Regions from separate parts of the Cricetulus griseus genome. Here region 1 is linked to region 2. A link is a contact called in public Hi-C data. All regions are on one chromosome and are shown on one strand. The core of a region is the stretch at or near the end of the contact, and the rest is flanking DNA. Distances in the headings are between cores, read along the strand shown. Region 1 has its middle 19 kb from the start of Slc38a7. Region 2 holds the start of Setd6 (N-lysine methyltransferase SETD6).

Region 1 (2,700 bases), core at 137-2,636, 130 kb before region 2:
TTGAAAGTGAGGTTCACTTGGGTGGTAAACTATCCTAAGAGGTAGATTTTGTGTTGTGATCTGTTAACATGACCAACCTATAGAAATGTCACTTTAATTCCTTGGGTATTTTCTTAATTTGCCAAACAGGGAACATGGCATGCCCAGTCTACCTTGGTGGTCTGTGAAGAATAGAGGTAGGGGAATTTTTTTTTTTTTTGGTTTTTTGAGACAGGGTTTCTCTGTGTAGCTTTGGAGCCTATCCTGGCACTCGCTCTGGAGACCAGGCTGGCCACGAACTCAGAGATGGCCTGCCTCTGCCTCCCGAGTGCTGGGATTAAAGGCGTCAACTCCATCTAGGTACAACTCTGAAGAAAGCCAAGGCTCAGCAAGAGAAGTTAAATAGTTAGCTGGGGTTGCATTGGTCACATCAGTGGAGCCACACAGTGTTCTTATCATGAACAAATCAACAAGGAACCAGAGAACACTCTCAGCCAGCACAATGACCTCTGATACCACAGGGCAAGCCAGGGACTCACAGTCCTCATTCAGGCACGTACATCAGATCTCAAAACCCTCAGAACTCAGCCTCTTTCAGCTAATCCACATCAAGTGGTCAGCTCCTGCTGGCTAGGGGCCTGGACAAGGTCTTCACCTCTCAGGGCAGCTTATCTAAAAGGAACATAGTCTGACCTCATTCACATAACTCACTGGGCAAAGCTGAGTCATTAAGACAGTGCTTGAGGGCTGGGGATTCCTGCATCCATAGAGTCCTTGCGAGGCTCTGGATACTAACAAAAAAGATAGAAGGAAGGAAGGGAAAAAGGGAGGGAAGGAAGGAAGGAGAAGAAAAAGTGGCCACATTTCCTTCTGTTTTGTCTTGGGAAGATGCATGCTGGGTATGCCCACTGCTTCTAGTACTTCAGCAGTTTCTCACACTCTAATATGAAAGCAAGTCATAAGTGAAGAGCCATCTGGGATCTCTAAACTGTTTTTCTGCTTCAGCAGGTCTGAGGTGGAGCCTATGTCTAACACTCCCATGAGGCAATGTTTCTGCTCTTGACAACAGAGGGCCTGTTGGTTGGAGCAGTCTTTGACCTCAGATAGACGTGGGTTGATGCCCAAAGATGCCTCATTACCTGCAAGAGCTCAGAGACTTGACTCACTACTCGAGCCTCCTTTTGCTAGGCTATGAGAGTGGCAATGGTGCTACCTCATCAATAAGACACTGGAAATCTAAGAGAAACTAATGTAGTGTGTCTCTGCGTGGAAAGAATAAGCAACTGCAGTTTCTCTTTCAGAAGACAGGGGTCGCCCTTACATAATTTCTGTTTATGGAGTTGGCGAGTTGGCACTCTCAGAGGAGACTCCAGGCCTCTGAGTCACAAGAGCTTTCGCTTGGTTCATCTGAGTGACACCCTTATACAAGGGCAGGGCCACCTCAGAGTCACAGCCTCCAGTCTGATGTGGAAATCATACTAACCAAACAATTCTAATTGTGTAGGTGTAATGTGGTTTCTCAGTTTCTTCTCAGAAGGACACAGGCATGGACTGACTGGCTGAGGTGGGCCCCCAGGCCACCACCCTGGCCTCAAGACAAGGCTGACTCTGTACATGGCAAGCCACCTCCATGACCAGGTGGGAGCCAGGCTGCACTGAGAGCAGGCTTTTGTTGTGGTTTGGTTTGGGGGTTTTGAGGATCTTGTGCTGCAGCCCAGGCTGACCCTGACAAGGCAGTCCCACTGTGTCAGTCTTCCAAAGGCTGGGATTGCAGTCACAGCACCACACCTGGCTGAGAGTGCACGTTTGTATCATTCTTCACTGCCTTGTCCACCTTTCCTTACACCCCCAGCAAGTCAAGTTCACAAGAAACACCATCTCAGGCCCTACTTCTAAGCAGTCCACCTAGACCCTAAACTCCTTCATTCTTATTCCATGAACAATCTAGGAAATGCATGTGGCTCCTGAGGTTTGCAGTGGGTGGTAAGAGGTAAGGAGCCCAAATCAGGATAGGTTATATGGAATTCCGCTCTGAACTGGCCAGAACGAACCCCTGCCTCTCCCTCCTTTGCAGCTCTGAAAAGCTGCTAAGCCCCTACAGGAAAAAGGAGATAGGGAAGCTAAATGAACCCCCAAAAGGCCTACAGATAGCCTAGTGTGAAGAGTAGGTCCCTAACCAATGGTCTGCAGCCATAGCTTCAGCTGGCAAATAAATCGAAAGCAAGGTGTGTGGGGTTTCTACCTGGCTAAGGCTGAACAACTGTACCGCTGCAGAGAGCATACCAGAGCTCCAATACAGATTAAAGAATTTGGAGGAGACAGCCTTAACATAGACCAAAGGGACTGATGTGGTGTGTGGTGGTGACACCCACTCTTAATCCCAGCACTCAGGAGGCAGAGGAAGGGGGAATCTCTGTGAGTTCAAGGCCAACCTGGTCTACAGTGTGAGTTCCAGGATATCTAGAGCTACAGAGCAAGGCCTTGTCTTAAAAAGCCAAATAATAAATACATAATGTTAAATATTTATTTATTAGACAATAATATAAAGACAAATAATAATAAGTTAAAGAACATATAGAGAGACAGAGAGCTGAGAACCTATCACTAATGCACAGAGTAATGAAGAAGATATTATAATCATAAACTAAAATAAAAGATGCTTTTAAAGTGAACAAAATAATAACAGCCTAAAACCAAAGTTAAAATAATCAATCCAGGCAT
Region 2 (2,700 bases), core at 1-2,500:
AGTAGCTAATCTGACCCATTCATTTTAATGTTAAGTAGGAAAATGGAGCACAATGACTTGACTCATTATGCACATAGGGGTTCACTCACTGCAGAGTACTCAAGATTGGCATTGTGATTGGCTATGTGGTTTAGTAAATCTGCAGCAGGCACCATCAAGGGGGAGTTGGGCTCCTTTTCATCATCATCCTCTTCCTCCAGTGGTTCTTGAAAGCTGCCACAGAGAGAATTCAACTAAGGCCCTCTCTTGGGTGAGGGGCCTGGAGTTCAATGTTCTTCCCCCTCAACAATGTTCTAAAGATGAGGGTCTGCTCCTCCAGGCTTTTAACACTGACCTATAAGCCATCACAAGAGCCACGAGCTGACGATAGAGTTCCAGTGAGCGAACAGTGGGGCTGAAGAGATCGGAGTGAGCCTCCATGAAGGGCAGGACGATGGAATGGTATTCGCTAGTGATGTTCACCAAATCCTTCTCCACGGCCTCCGGGACACCTGTACCCTGTAGGAGGCGCCGCCGTTCCTCCTCTGGCCTGCAAGGATAACCCATCCAGGGCCCTTCACAGCCTGCCCCTGAGCAAAGTGGTTGAAACGGGTTCTCCCCAGCCCTTCCCTTGGCTCTCACCAAAACATGGGATGCTCCAAACGCCCGAGCTCTGGCCAGAGCGCGAAGTAGGGGCTCCAGGGTGAGGCTGGGGCCTGCAGCTCGTGGAGCAGCGCCAGCAGCAGCGGCACCCACCCCGACAGGCTCTGCAGCGCGCCTCGCTCTAGGGAAGACACCCGGTGAACGCCCGCCCAGGCGCAATCCGGCAGCCAGCCCCGGAGCCAGCCCTCCGCCCCCCTACCCACCTCGCTCCAGCAGGCCGCTGATGGAGCAGGTGTGGGGAGACAGAAGCGCCGAGCGCGGCACTGCGAACAGCAGCTCCCCCGGCTGCACGCTCTCCCGCGCCACCATGCCGTAGCCGGCCACCGTGCCCTGCCGGCTCACCGCCACCTTGGGACTCAGCTCCAGCCCCACTCCCGCGCACCAGCGCAGGAAGCCGGCTACCGCGTCGCCGTCGGACTGGCCACCGCGGGGCCACGCCGCCAGCGGGGAGAAACAAGTGGCATGGCCGCGCCCGGGAGCCGGGGGCGACAGGGGGGCGCGGGTAACTCTCCGGACCGGGCAGGGCGTGGTGAGGGGCGAGCCGCCACTCACCCGCGCACGCTTGGCCGGAGCCGCCATGCCGGGAGGCGCCGCGTCCTCCCGGCGCTTCCGGCGACGCTGGATGCTAGCGGACGGGGCGGAGCTCGGGTCCAGGCACCCACGCCGCGGCCTCCCGCAGCAAAGCGTCTCTGGCAGGACCTCCAGCGGCTTGACATCTCCTTTGCGCGTCCGCGAGCACACAGGCCAGGTCTGTGCTGCCTCCAGCCTAGTTCTGGGCGAGTACCCGAGAGCGGGGTGCAGGAACAAAATCCGGTTTCTTCCAGGAGTCTTAGCTGCTGCGCGGTAGTGACCGACCACCTGTTAGCGATAACCATCTATTTCACCGACTTTCGTTCGATTAGATAGTTTGCACGTGGGTTTGAAGTGGCCTGAATGTTTTCTACATCTAACAGACACACATATCCACAGTTGCTAATTTACTCGTTTTTCATTTTCTGTATAGAGATGATAGGCTCTTTCATTTTACTTTTCATACATTGGAAGGAGTCAATATCAGGTGAATGAACGTGGATAAGTTGGCAGTGTAATTCTAGTACTTGGGAGGCTGAGACAGAAGTATTACTGGGAGTTCCTGTCCAGCCTAGGCTAGGGTGAAACTGTCTCAAAGCAACAAAAACCAAGCAAAAAAAAGTGGTGTGTCCTTGCTTTGAAGAGGTCTTACTGGCTAAGCTATTTCCTCATCTGTGACACCGAGAACTAGTGTCAGGATCGGTAAATCGTGTCTCAATCAGGGTATATGGCCTCATGGTAGAACCTTGAGTATCGTGTGTGACCACACTGGTTCAAACCCCATCACCCCAAAGGAAAAACAAAAAGCTAGGCAAGGGGGGCCTACATAATCCTAACACCCAGGAAGCTGAAGCAGGATTTCAATGAGTGTTCAAGGCCAGCCTGGGCTACAGCATGAGACCATGCAATCCTCACTCCCACCAAAATGTGTGTAACAGGCACTGAAGGTATAAAGATATACAGAAACAATTGCTACCCTCCACCCATCCGAGCCGGAGACAGCCAGGAAACATGACACACTCATACACTTCATTTCTTTATTAGTTTTTCTGCACAGTTAACTTTCTATATTAATAAGGGTTTTTGTTTTGCATTTTGTCATCTCAAAATCTCTTATCAGCCACCAGAACACACAAAACTAGGCTCTTAACTTTGTACAGAGAGGAAAGTAATGAACTCCATTAAAAGTTCACCTTGACCAAAGAGGAGACAACCACCAATTGGGAAAACACACACAGGAAGACCTGATATACATATATATATTATATAATGTATAGGTATTTATAGATATCTTAACACAGCAAAAAGATGTCCAATACTGGAAGTGCTATCTACAGTAAGGGATTAATTCTATCAGCTTTAAACAGTCACATTCAGTATTCACGGAAGCACGTGAGTGAACAGAACTGGGGATAGAATACACTCCACTGGACTTGAGAGCAGTCTAGAAATGGCTTACAGTTACAGAAGAGGGTGGCATGTGCCACA

Evidence for each region. Hi-C and Micro-C count contacts between places; a contact is called where the count stands out from the background.
Region 1: a contact with region 2 is called in a Hi-C map of the CHO-K1 cell line, with 3 times the contacts expected there. The contact joins the enhancer-like site here to the promoter of Setd6 in region 2. A contact is called at or near these places in 2 of 8 Hi-C or Micro-C datasets (the CHO-K1 cell line and fibroblasts).

Annotation. Positions count from the first base shown.
Region 1 is chr3:172,028,562-172,031,261 of CriGri-PICRH-1.0, reverse strand. No RefSeq gene overlaps it. Among named protein-coding and RNA genes, the nearest start is that of Slc38a7, 19 kb to the left of the region's middle. Within about 2 kb of position 1,386, at least 4 of the 6 cell types and tissues checked have open chromatin away from gene starts, as enhancers often do. A contact at or near this core is called in the CHO-K1 cell line and fibroblasts, where this site is marked.
Region 2 is chr3:171,902,144-171,904,843 of CriGri-PICRH-1.0, reverse strand. Setd6 (N-lysine methyltransferase SETD6) reads right to left here and starts at 1,250. Exons shown (of 7, transcript XM_027405718.2): 1 at 846-1,250; 2 at 622-763; 3 at 335-529; 4 at 90-213. The coding sequence starts at 1,221. Ndrg4 (protein NDRG4) reads right to left here. Exons shown (of 16, transcript XM_035442606.1): 16 at 2,236-2,700.